2 separate regions of the Anas platyrhynchos genome follow, and region 1 is linked to region 2. The links are chromatin contacts, called in public Hi-C maps. All regions are on one chromosome and are shown on one strand. The core of a region is the stretch at or near the end of the contact, and the rest is flanking DNA. Distances in the headings are between cores, read along the strand shown.

Region 1 (6,944 bases), core at 2,836-5,335, 130 kb after region 2:
GTACCTGTTGTACAGGGGGAAAAACAATGGTTTAGCTTGCTGTTTGAATAGTCTTTCCAAGGTCATTATGAGATTTATACAGAAAAGTACTTCTAAGCGGTTCACCTCTAATCATAGTCAGAACTTTGAGGAACACACCTACTTTTGTCAGTCTTGGAGACAATTGAAGGATGGTAGCTATTAAATGACTACTAATAGTGGATGGAAGGGACTTACAGTTCTCAACAAAAATACAGAGGGAGAAAGAAGATGCAGCATCATTTGCTTAAGGCAGCTTCCACCAATTAGTAACTTTGAGTGAACTTAAAGACCATATTGTAAATATTTCTCTAATGTATGCTCCTGTGATGTGTATTTAGATAGCGGCTGTCAGTATTATAGCTCTTGGCTTCATCACTTCTTGTGATGAAGCCTGTTGCTGTGTTAAGCTTCATCAGTATGTCCTGACTGGCTCTTTGAATCTGGTGCAGTTTGACAGGCATCAGCGCTGCTGTTTGCTGGGCAGGCTGGAGGTTAATGCAGATGATGCCAAGAGCATGTTGTGAACAGACGCTATAAGCTTTCAAGTATAACTACAGGGTGATATTAATTGGCATTAGATACACTCAAGTTTTGTCTGTGTTAACTTAGGCAACACACAAAACACCTCTAAGCTTCTATATCAGCTTCCCTGTGAAAGAAAATAAAAGCAAGTAAAAGCTGCCTGCTGGATAGTCTCAGCAGGCAAGGGAGCCTTCATAGGGGCAGGGATACACCCCCACATGTAAGGGGCAATGGCATTATCAACTGTAGTTGAATTAACAGACACAAGCCATAGGATCAGTAACAATCAAGTACACAGGAGTTAGGGCAAGTAAAAAGGTTTTATATTTCACAGATTCATAAACTGCTCTAGTTTAGAACATTCTGTTTAAGTCAGCTGCAGTCTGCAAGTTAGTTATCTATATACAAAATAAATGCACAGTACGTGCGAAATTTAACATTTTTCTGCTTGTTGCAGTCTTAATTAAGTCAAATAGCTTATGAATAAATAAAATAAGATTAAATTCGAGAGCATTCCTTCACTTATTTGTATAGGCTGATGTAGCAGATAGGTAAGTAGCATAACATTCCATACTGCTGTACAGTTTCGTAGTAAAATTGGAAAATCCCTTAATGTGCATTGTTGCAGTATCGGAATACAATCAAGGTGAAATGCATCATGCATAGAAAATGAGCTCAGGTATCTGTCCTCCTTGTACTCCAGTTCCATTGGTACTGTCCGAGGAGCACTGGAACTGGAATGTCACTTTTCCACACTGCACTTCAGTCATTCCCTCTTGCCCGAAGTAACTGAGTTCATTGCCGTCGAGAATAGCACTTACATTGTAAAACGTGTCCTGCTCAACCTGCACAGGGTGTTCAAACCACACAGAGAAAGTATTACTGGACCCGTCGGAGGTAAACTTTGTCAGATTTTGAGCAAGGACAACTCCTAAGCGCTTCAGTTCGATTTTGACGCTGTATTCAGCTTTGCCGCAACTTGACCCATACAATCCCAGTCCTGCTATAAATATCCGTTTGTCTACGGCAAACTGAATACTGTCACACCGCCCTCTGTACCTCCACTGGTTACTGCGGTACGCGGACGACTGAAATCGATGGCATCGCTGAGGTACGAGTCCTTTCCTTTTCGTCAGGGGAAACTCAAGTTTGGGTTTGTTGGCAGCCGTGTACCATAGGAATATGTTGTGAGTTTCCTCAAGGGTGAGGATGTCGGACTGGGCAGCTCCGTTGGCAAACTCTTCCAGAGTCATAGTGGGAATCCGCACCAAGTACAGCGCTTTTCCTAATACATTCCTCTTGTTGCGTGGCGTAACCGGCAGCCCTTGCCTTTTGCATTCAGCCTCTGCCCAGTTGAGAACGGCCTCGAAAACTACCACTTCCTTGGTGTTGAGCGCCTCCCGGGTTACAATGATCTCTAGCGTCTGTTGATCTATCTCACAGAAGCCTTCTGACTTCAGTGCCATTTCTGCTTGAGCATCAATCACCTCCCAGCAGCGCTGTGTCAGCTCTGGCTCCTCAAAGAGCCTGCTCTGAGACAGCAGAACGCAAGCGTTCTTCGCCTCTAAACTAGTCTCCAGAAAATTGACGCAAGCCTTTGCTAGGGCTGGCACGATGTACTTCTTGGCAGCATACAGCGTAGCCAGAACTGTGTCAGCTTCCAGGTCTATTTCATCACTATACATGTATCTAGAGGGGGGAAAAAAGAAGTTTCTTAAGGGAAAAATAGATGTATGTATAGCCCATGAGAAAAAAAAGAAAAACTCATCTGTAGTCATCTTTGCTGGCAGCGAGTCTGACACTCGGTATTTGTCAGCACATGAAGTAAACAGTAATATGTGCATATTGCACAATGCCAATTAGGAGGTAGATGTATAGTTTAAGCTACTTTGATTCTGTCCACGTAATTAGTAACTTGTAGTGGCCACTTACTTTAATAGGATTAGAAAGGCTGCAGGTTCCACATCTGGTATATGGATTTCAGATTTGACCTCTGCGAGATCACCATAAAACATAGCGTAGAAGACAGAGCTACCGACTGCCAAAACGTACTGGAAAATAGAGAGGGAGGGAGAGAAGCCTCAGTACCGTGCGTCTGTGATGACTGAGCGTGCTGGCTCTTGATAAGAGCTACACTTAGGGAAAGTTAAAAGCTGCAGCTGAGGCAGGCGCCCGCCTTAGACAGTTCCCTTTAACTGCCATATATGCCAATTACTTCTGGGATTAGGCAGGAGGGATAATTAAGAGAAAAAAATTGAATTGAGTTGTTTGGGAGTTGGGGTAAGAAGGGGGGATGCTCAGCACTATCACAAAAAGCAGGGGGGGGGGGGAAAAAACAAAAATAATGCTCTGCACAAACCTTATGGGCAGGAACTTTCTTGGATGCCCCTGGCGGGCCCACGATGAAGTGGACGTCAGCCATGAGTTCGTTATTGAACATCAGCGCGTTCCTGCAAGCGAGGGGAAGGGAGGGAGGTGTGGAGAGGCCGCTCAGTGCCCCCATCTCCCCCCCCGAAACCCCCAGCCAGCCCGGTGGCGGGGTCGCTCGTCCCTTGTCGCTCGTCCCTTACCTCTCGCGCAGCGTGGGGTGGAAGGACTGCCAGTTGGCGCTCTCCAAGTTGTTGTTGTTGAGGTTCTGGAGCTGTGGCGGCGGGGGCGGCTGGGCGCTCTGCTGGAGCTGCAGCGCGTTCTTCTTGCTGTTGGCAGCGGTGGCGGCGGCGTTGCTGTTGGCGATGTTGGTGTTGGCGCTGGCAGGGTAAAGTTCTGCAGCCATCTTCCTCTTCAGGGCCAGGGGCACTATCTCATAGCATCCTGGCACCTTGCCGTTTGGCCTCGCGCTCTTTTTGGACTTCTTTAAGGTCTCTGGAAGCAGAAGAAAAAAAGTCAAACACTTCATGATCCTGCCATTGAGGCACCCATGGGGCAGTGGCATGAGCAAGAGAACTAACAGATCCCAACGCAGGTCCCGCGGTTCGCTTCTAGGTGCGGGGCGGCCTCTTTCTCTTTTTTAATTTTTATTTTTTTCCTTTTTTTCCTCCTTGGCTCCAAGGGGGGCTGCCCAGCCTCGGCACCGCCACGACTGCAGCGAGCGGGGCTGGCCGGCAGCTCCTTCCCCCGAGGAAAAAAAAAAATAAAAAAAAATATATATAAAAAAAAATAGTAAAAATAGGGAAAAAAACCCAAGCACACACCACCAAAAAAGCCACAGATCCAGCAGAGCAGGCGCAGCGTTGAGGGGCGAGCCTCAGTCCCCGGGTCCTCCAGCCGCTACAGCCCCCCGCCGGCTCCCCAGCGCCCGGCTCCGTCCTTCCCCGCCCGGCGGCGGCTGCTGCTCGTGGGGCACATCCGCGGCGCTGGGGCTGGCTCCGGGGGCTGGCTCCGGGCTGCCCCGCACCAAGTTTCCTCCTCCTCCTCCTGGCCCCAGCCGCGGGGGCGTCGCTGCCCCCTGGGCGCTCCCCTCACGGCGCTGTCGGGACGCGGCTCGGCCGCGCTCGGCTCCCTTCGGCTCCGCTCGGCTCTGCCGGGCCCTGCCTCCGCCTCCCGCCCTAAGAGGCAGCGCCGCGCCGCGCGTCACCGCCAATCAGCCAATCAGGAGAGGCGGGGGGAGCCGCCCCCCCCCCTCCTCCTCCTCCTTCTCCTCCTCCTCCCGCCCCTCCTCAATCTCCGACGCCCGCCTGGGGGCGCAGAGCGGCCGGGGCCGTGCGCAGCGCCGAGCGGAGCCGAGCGGAGCCGAACGGAGCCGAGCGGAGCCGAGCGCGGCCGAACCGCCCCCGCCCCTTCCCGCCGCCCTTCCCGGCAGCACCGGGCGGGGGCGCCGCTGCCCCGCGCTGGGGAGGGGGGGGCGGGAGGGGAGGGGATGGGGATGGGATGGGATGGGATGGGATATGGGATGGGATATGGGATATGGGATGGGATGGGATATGGGATATGGGATAACTGGGGGGGAGCCCAGGGCCTCCTCCCAGACCCTATCTGACGGGTGCTGCCCCCACACCCCGGTTTCCCACTTTAATTTTTATTTTAATTTCGCCCCCTTTAGTTTTTCCCCATTTAACTTTTTCCCCTCCACTTTTTCCCCTTTATCCTTTCTCCCCCTTTTTGCCCCCTTTACTTTCCCCCCTTAACTCCCCCTTCTTTACTTTCCCCCTTTTTTTCCCCCTTCTTTTTCTCCCTTTATTTCCCCTTTATATTTCACCCTTTTATTCCCCCCCCTTTATCCCCATCCTTTATTTCCCCCTTTATTTTTCTCCCTGTTTTTCCCCCTTTATTCCCCCTCTTTATTTTCCCTTCTTTATTCCCCTCCTACTCCCCCCCCCCTTTATTTCTTTCCCTGTTATTTCTTTCCCCTTTATTTCTTTCCCCCATTATTTTTCCCACATCGATTATTTCATCACCCCTAGGCCCTCACAGTGCCCCCTCCTCTCTCCCCCCTGCCCTGCAGCCCCATTACTGCTGGGGGAGGCTGTCTTAAATCCTTCACTGGGGGTTTTCACTCTCCCTGCTACTTCTGTGCATCCAAGTTGGAGCTGGGATAGGGAGCAGCGCCTCCCCTTAAAAACAAAACAAAACAAAACAAAATAAAATAAAATAAATAAACCCGTTTGCATCACAGCCCCCATCGTAGAAAGCCAGCTGTGCCCCAGGCGAAGCAGCAGTCCCTGGGCAAGGAGCAGACCCCTGGGGACGGGGGGCTCCTCCTGGGGGCACAGCGCGGTGCTGGGCTGCTGCCGCTGGGGTCGAACCCCAAAAGGGTTCGTTCGCCCTCCTTGGGTTTAGCAGCATCTTAAAAAGCGTTTATTCATTTTTATTTGTCAGTCCGTGCAGGAGATGGTCCTGTTAACTTTGGCCCCGTGTTTGATTTAGGTATTGGTAGCTTTGCATCCTGGCCATTTACGGCCTCTTTATGGCTTTTTGCTTAAAAACCATCCCTGTGCTCATTTTCTGACTGGGAGCTTTCAGAACTGGAATTAACGACGTGTAATGTTTGGTCAAATGACCCGTGGGCACGAACGCTGGCAAAGACCTCAGAGCAGCCACTACGCGGATGGGCCTCGCTGCTCCCCGATCCCAGAGGGGGTCGAGGAGCCCCCACTGCAATCCTTGTCCTCAGCAGGAGCCTGGTCCCTGCCCCAAAACAGGCAGCTTGGGGGTCTTTGGGTGCCAGGCACCCATTGCTCCTGGAAGCGCTTCTTCTCCTGTTTTGGGATTGATGGTTTCTGTTAGTTTTAGAAGCCATACTTTTGTAACAATCTGTAGTTGTGCCAATAGGCATTTATGCAAGAAAGTGCTTAAAATTGGGTTTTCCTCAGCTGTTCTCCCAGGCAGTCTACTTGCAACGAGCACCTAAACGTGGTAGGGATCTACTAGCACACCGCACGGATAGTTGGAAGTACGGAGCCCTAAAAAAAATCACAGGAATTGGTCAATCCCTTGGTTTTTGTCATCATGTTTAGGAGCCGGCTGCACTTGGGCGTTTCTGAAGTTTTGAGGGAGATGCGGTTGGAAGCTTTTGCTCGCTGAGTGCAACGCTTTCCTTCACGTGCCTCTGTAGGACTGACAGGCGTAATCACGTTCGTTGTGATCGTGGTAATTACGGAGAGCAACAGGGTATCATTGTCAGAACTCGGTGCTAAATGAAACCGCTTTGATTAATTGTAAATCTCGAAGCCTGGCGCAGCGATCTGAGCTGGGTTTTCATCTTTATCAGTTTAAGTGCCCACATAGGGGATCAGCTAAGGAAATTGAGTTGAGGCTAATAGTTAACAATTTACCGTACATCATGGATTTTCGGTCAAGTGATAAAAGGCTGGCAGGAAATGAGAAATTGATACCTCAAATAAGAGTAAACATGTGTTAAGCGTAGCATTTACAAGATCGTTTGATAAATTATAAATTGGTTTAGGCAAAGCACAATCCGAACTGACAGATTTCGGTTAGTTTGAAGCTGATAACACCAGCACTTGAAATAAGTTTATACATCACGAGGCAGATCCACGGCTGATGTAAATTGTCATAGTGCTGCTGACGTTAATTGGGTTCCAGCAATTTGTGCCGACGGAGGGTACGCCTGAATACATGCAGCATGTGGAGCTTTGAACCCTGAAAAGCACGTAAGGAAAACATGGTGTGGTGCTTTAAAAGCCTCTTGTCTGCAAAGCAAGAAAGGATTTTGTTTTAGCTGTACCCGTAGTGAAAAGGTGTTTCAAAAGCTTAGTCTGTGCTGCTTTCCAGTTGTTTTCTGAGATGTGAAGCAAGCTGACCATGACAGCCCCACGGTGCTGCCGTTCAAGTTTTGTGGTTCATAAATCAAGGTTCGGGACTAGAAGTAATCTTGTTACCTTCTATTTCAGATCCGTGTTTATACATTCCTCGTTTTGCACATATGCTTGAGTTCGGGGATA
Region 2 (6,529 bases), core at 2,154-4,653:
GGAAATGGCTACTAATCTCCAGAATTTAAGGTCTAAGATCTTCTTATCATCAGATGACCTGAACTCCTGTATATGACAGGCCATTACATTTTATCATCTCAATGAACCAAGCAGCTGATATCTGATTAAACTGTAACTAGTGTTCACTCCTATTTCTATACTACATTGCTTTATGACATACGTTGGAAAAAGAAATAATCATACTTTTATCAAGATAAAGATATGGGCTGAGTGCTCAGTTCTGCTCCAGATACTGAGCTCTTGCTTCATTGAAGAAATCTAAATATCATCTACAGTTCTGGCTGGGTGGTGTAATGGAGAATAGCCTACAGCGTATTGCATTACTGCCAAACAGGAGCCATGGGATCGATCCTAAACACAAATAAATGTATCAGAAAGAGCCCCACGTGCTTCCAGAGGTGCCAACCGGCTGCTCTGGAAGTATTAAAATATGTTTTACAGGTTCAGGATGAGGGAATCCCAGCAAATGTTTTCTTTAAAGGGAAAATCAGACTTGTGCTAAAGTCCTCAGCATAAAGTGTGCTCTCTAATTTCTGAACCAGTCTGTTTGGCTCACCTGTAACATGACTGCATATGAAGCAACATAAAAGAAAATCATGTGGCTCTTCCCATATGAGAGGATGACTGTAGAGATGAGTTGGTGCACAAATTGTGCTGCAAGTCTTAAGAGAACTGCTGACAAAAAGCAGGCGTGTAATAGCTCTGCTGAGAAGAGAGAATAAGTCTAATGAGGCTTTAGAGGTTGTTCCCTCGAGTTAGACTGGACTTTCTCTAAGGACATCTGTAGGAGATGAGAGATGACGGCAAGAAAATCATGTCAATTTTTGATTGGGAACAAAAGTTTAAAAAGAAGCTCAGACCTATGTGTATTGATGTATGAGAAGAAAACAGCATCTGTGTGCTCAGCTGGAAAAGAAATTCTTCTGCAGCAGGCTAAATGAAATATTTGGTAGCCTGAGTCTACAGGCCTTTTGATTTTTCCTGACATTGTCCCTGATTGTCCATAATTTACACCATTAGCATTAAAGTGGTATGCTTATGCATTCCTCCCAGCTATTTTCTCCAAATTCATGATAGCAAAACTACAATTAAAAAAATTTAAATAAATGAGGGAGTACTATTAGGGTAAGCAGTAATCCCAATCAGTGCAAACAGCTCTTTAGCGGGTTATCAGCGCATCTGGATAGCTGCACAACTACACCAGGGCCATCATATTAGTTATTAGGCCAAGGCAACCATCACCCCAAACAAGTTTTGTCTGGAGCAGCTGTGCATATTCTGTGCCTGGGCTGATGAAACTCACAGCTGAAAGCTTTGGGCCAAATTCATGAAATCTCCTTTCTGAAGCTGATAGAACCTGTTTGATTACACCTACATCTGAATGAGATATCAAATTAATTTTGATATAAAGACATTATTATCTGCTTATTGTGCTAATCAAGATTTCTGCGTCATTTCCTGGACCATTTGCTCTTTCCTTCTCTTTCTACAGAGGCAGGAATACTCTTTTTATTCTTAAATATCAGTGTCTGAGTTTACATTGCATCTACCAAAACTGGGTCCTCGTGCATTCTCATGCACGTTCCACAATCCTCACAAGGACACAAATAACAAACGGCCTCTATTTTTCACCTGGAGCTGAATCTGTCAGCCAACTCTCTTTGTATCTCTCCAGCATTTCTCTCTGCTCCACATGATACCATCAACTGCATGAAGGAGCAGGGAAGTACAGGAAGAGATAGTTCAGTGATGAATCAGTCACTGGTCTGACTACAAGAGCCACCGACACCCTTCCCATCACAGAAACCAGCACACGGGAGGCAGAGAACCTCCTGCTGGAGGTACGGGGGCTGACACCTTCCATTTTCCATTCCCTTCTGGATTTCTCCGAGGTCGGAACCGCTGTGTTAAAAAGGATTGGGATGTGTGGAATAGTTACCTAAGCATGTTCATTATTTACCATCAGAAAGGGAAGCCCTTCTGTCCCCAGACTACATACATGCCTGCTACGTAAGAGGCAGAATTCTCATGTCGTGTAAAAAATGCTTTCAAAAACAAACTAATTGAACCAAGGATGTTTCTGAGAGGGTGTAATAACTGCACAAGCACAAGCCATGCTGGCAAAAGCTGTAACATTTTCTACGAGGGCTGCTATAACATAATGCTGAAGGCTGGGGACAACATTCACGACAGATGATTTAAACATACACTGTGTTTAATCCTTCCTTCACGTAACACAAAACTCTGCGTGTAGCAGACTTTCGGCTGCTCTTTTGAAGCAGCAATCCACAACTCGCGCACGGGAAGAGCGATCTCAGCGCGGCATTTTGCTCTCCTGACTATAATTGGAATATCTTGAAGTGTTTGTCTCAAACTCAGGAGGAATAACTCGGAGCCACCACGGCAGATTTTCACGTTTAATGCCTTCTCATCAAAGCCCTCGCCTCACTGCGAGTTAACAGCCCCCCCCCCTCCAACCCCCCCAAGCCTTTGCTAAATGTAGGCGTGACGGCATTTTAACATTAGCACAACAGACAAAAATTTGGAGGCGTTTCAAGAATGGCCAGCAGGCAGCAACAGGGCTCCCCTCCAGCCGCCCACGCTGCTCCTTTTTTTTTTTTTTCCAGAGGGGACAGCGAGGAGGTGGCAGCGCCCCGCGGGCAGGGCTGCTCGGGGCGGCGGGCAGCTCGGCCGTCTGTCAGCTCGCCAAATTCAGCCGAAATAAGGCTAAAAATCGCCTAAAAATCGGGACGGCCGCTCTGCCATAGAGGGAACGAGCCGAGCGCTGAGGAGAATTCACCTCAGCAGCGGCCAAGAGGCGGGGGGGGGGGGGGGTGTATGGGGGGGGCGCCTCAGCTCGCTGACGAGACGGGGGCGGGCTGGCGGCGTGAGGGGAGACGGGGGGGTGAGGGGGGCAAAACTGCCGCCTTGCGACCAAATAAGGGTAAATTCGCCACCAGGCGGCCGCTGGGAGGTGACACGCGGCGTTTGACGGAACTTTCAGGAATTATAAGCGCTGTGGGGGGGCCGCTGCCCCGTTGCCCCCCCCCCCTCCTCCTCCCACCCCTGGCGCCCCTCAGGGGCTCGGGGTGACTCTGAGGGGGGGGGGCGCGTGCCCAGCCCCTTGGCAGCGCGGCGCGAGTTGCGTAGCGACCACGCCCCGCCCCCCGGCCCTCCTGCCCGCTTCCCATTGGACAGCGCTGACGTCAATCCCCCGGCCCTTGCGCCCAGCGTCCAGTGGAACTTTCTAGCAGAGTTTCGGGCGCGGGGGGGGGCGGGGCCAGCGGGGAGCGCGCGCTGTGATTGGCCCGCGGCCGTGGCGCACGCTGCCAAGCGAGAGGGATCGAGAAACAACAGGAAGAAGGCCGCCGGCCGCCCCGAGGGGCGTGGCTAGAGGAGGGGCGGAGCGCTGCTGATTGGCTAGGAGGCAGGGGGCGGGCGCTGCTCGTGGAGACGCGGCGGTGATTGGTCGGTCGCGGCAGGCAGGCTTCTGGATTGGTCCGCGGCGTTCTGGCAGGTTCCAGAAGGAGGCTGAGCGGGCTATAAAAGGGGCGCGGGCGGCGCGGTAACGGCAGAACGCGCCGCGGCAGGCAGCGGGAGCGGGTGGCGGGGACGTGACCGGGAGCCAACGAGCAGCTGATCGCAGAAAGCCGCCGTCATGTCTGGCAAAGGGCCGGCGATCGGCATCGACCTGGGCACCACGTACTCGTGTGTGGGCGTCTTCCAGCATGGCAAAGTGGAGATCATCGCCAACGACCAGGGCAACCGCACCACGCCCAGCTACGTGGCCTTCACCGATACCGAGCGGCTCATCGGCGACGCCGCCAAGAACCAGGTGGCGATGAACCCCACCAACACCATCTTTGATGCCAAGCGCCTCATCGGCCGCAAGTACGATGACCCCACCGTGCAGTCGGACATGAAGCACTGGCCCTTCCGCGTGGTGAACGAGGGTGGCAAGCCCAAGGTGCAGGTGGAGTACAAGGGCGAGATGAAGACCTTCTTCCCCGAGGAGATCAGCTCCATGGTGCTTACCAAGATGAAGGAGATTGCTGAGGCCTATCTGGGGCGCAAGGTGCAGAACGCTGTCATCACGGTGCCTGCTTACTTCAATGACTCCCAGCGCCAGGCCACCAAAGATGCTGGCACCATCACCGGCCTGAACGTGATGCGTATTATCAACGAGCCCACAGCAGCTGCGATAGCCTACGGCTTGGACAAGAAAGGTACTCAGGCTGGCGAGAAGAACGTGCTCATCTTTGACTTGGGAGGGGGCACTTTTGATGTTTCCATCCTTACCATTGAGGATGGCATCTTTGAGGTGAAGTCCACAGCTGGGGACACCCACCTGGGGGGGGAGGACTTTGACAACCGCATGGTGAACCACTTTGTGGAAGAATTCAAGCGTAAGCACAAGCGTGACATTGCTGGCAATAAGCGTGCGGTGAGGCGACTGCGTACGGCTTGCGAGAGGGCGAAGCGCACTCTCAGCTCTTCCACGCAAGCTAGCATTGAGATCGACTCCCTGTACGAGGGCATTGACTTCTACACTTCCATTACTCGTGCCCGCTTTGAGGAGCTCAATGCCGACCTCTTCCGTGGCACCCTGGAGCCTGTAGAAAAGGCCCTGCGTGATGCCAAGCTAGACAAGGGCCAGATCCAGGAGATCGTGCTGGTTGGAGGTTCCACCCGTATCCCCAAGATCCAGAAACTACTACAGGACTTCTTCAATGGCAAAGAGCTCAACAAGAGCATCAATCCTGATGAGGCTGTTGCTTACGGTGCGGCCGTGCAAGCGGCTATCCTCATGGGAGACAAGTCCGAGAACGTGCAGGATCTGCTCCTGCTGGATGTCACCCCCCTGTCCCTGGGCATCGAGACAGCCGGCGGGGTGATGACCGCCCTCATCAAGCGTAACACCACCATTCCCACCAAACAAACGCAGACCTTCACCACCTACTCAGACAACCAGAGCAGTGTCCTGGTCCAGGTGTACGAGGGTGAGAGGGCCATGACCAAGGACAACAACTTGCTGGGCAAGTTTGATCTGACAGGCATCCCCCCAGCGCCCCGTGGGGTCCCCCAGATCGAGGTTACTTTCGACATAGATGCCAATGGTATCCTGAACGTCAGTGCGGTAGACAAGAGCACGGGTAAGGAGAACAAGATAACCATCACCAACGACAAGGGTCGCCTCAGCAAGGATGACATTGACCGTATGGTGCAAGAAGCAGAGAAATACAAAGCAGAGGATGAAGCCAACAGAGATCGGGTGGGAGCCAAGAACTCGCTCGAGTCCTACACTTACAACATGAAGCAGACGGTGGAGGATGATAAACTGAAGGGAAAGATCAGTGACCAGGACAAGCAGAAAGTGCTCGACAAGTGCCGGGAGGTGATCTCTTGGCTCGATCGCAACCAGATGGCTGAGAAAGAAGAGTACGAGCACAAGCAGAAAGAGCTGGAGAAACTCTGCAACCCGATCGTCACAAAATTGTACCAGGGAGCTGGAGGAGCTGGGGCAGGTGGATCCGGTGGCCCGACCATCGAAGAAGTAGATTAAAAGGACTGAGCACAGACTGGTTTATGGACAGTCACTCCATTCTTTGCTTTATATTTTTCTAACGTTTAAGAAAAACGTCATTGCCAATAACAGAGTTTATTCTGTTGGGTGTGTATAAAGGCAGATCTATCAGCTTGGTTTTGATAAAAGGGAAGGCACGTCCTGCTTTATAAGGTTAGTAATAGAGAAGTTTTGTTAATTCAGATACAGCTACTTGTATTCTGGATGTTTGTCTCTGTTTAAGTGTCTCTTCTAAAGTAACCACGCAACTGTTGCAGTTGACAAGTTTCAAGTTATGCATGGGGAAAAAAAAAAACTTTATGGAAGATGAGAAATGCCGAACTTCTGGAAATTTTGGTAATAAATAAAATGTATTTAAAGCATAAATCTAGCTTCCTTCATTTTGTGGGTGGGGGGCGGTGGGGTGGGTGGGTGCCCCCAACCCCCTGAGCGGGGCTGGGGTGGTGACGGGGAGCCCCGGGGGTGCCTTTCCTCACAGGCACAGAGCTCCTGGGCGGGCTCGTCCCCTCCCTGGGGAGCTGAGCTTGCTTCAGGCTGGCGGGGGGGCTTGGGCTGGACTCCCCCCAGCTGTGGGGTGTGGGGCACAGGGCCCTTTATCGTGCAAGTGCCCCCGAAAGGAGCGGCATGGGAATGAGCACAATTAGACAGATCTGCTCTGGGGATAGCTGAGCTTGGCAGTGTATGGCTGGCTATACAGCCTGCTGAGTTATTCCTGGGTTGCTTGCGTGCACGCTGAGCTTCTATTTTATTTTTTTGTACTGAAAGTGTTTTTCCTCTAAGTTGATCGAAAGTACGGCTGCCAAGGATCCTGAGCACGGTAAATGCTGAATAATGAGTCCGGCTGCCGAAGCCGATAGAATAGGCAAATCCTGTAGTAGTTAAACTCGCCCGGCTCTCCTCCAAACAGCCTCTGGAGCTCTTGCT

What was found. A called contact is a pair of places that touch in the nucleus more often than the background predicts.
Region 1: a contact with region 2 is called in a Hi-C map of subcutaneous adipose tissue, with 1.6 times the contacts expected there. The contact joins the promoter of BTBD6 here to the promoter of HSPA2 in region 2. A contact is called at or near these places in 2 of 8 Hi-C or Micro-C datasets (skeletal muscle and subcutaneous adipose tissue).

What each region holds. Positions count from the first base shown.
Region 1 is chr5:8,027,507-8,034,450 of IASCAAS_PekinDuck_T2T, forward strand. It overlaps BTBD6 (BTB domain containing 6), which reads right to left and starts at 4,086. Exons shown (of 5, transcript XM_027459578.3): 1 at 3,735-4,086; 2 at 3,114-3,405; 3 at 2,903-2,993; 4 at 2,476-2,594; 5 at 845-2,232. The coding sequence starts at 3,316. The coding sequence ends at 1,200. It overlaps BRF1 (BRF1 general transcription factor IIIB subunit), which reads left to right. Exons shown (of 19, transcript XM_021274541.4): 7 at 6,894-6,944.
Region 2 is chr5:7,898,700-7,905,228 of IASCAAS_PekinDuck_T2T, forward strand. HSPA2 (heat shock protein family A (Hsp70) member 2) reads left to right here and starts at 3,404. Exons shown (of 1, transcript NM_001310775.1): 1 at 3,404-5,901. The coding sequence starts at 3,680. The coding sequence ends at 5,584.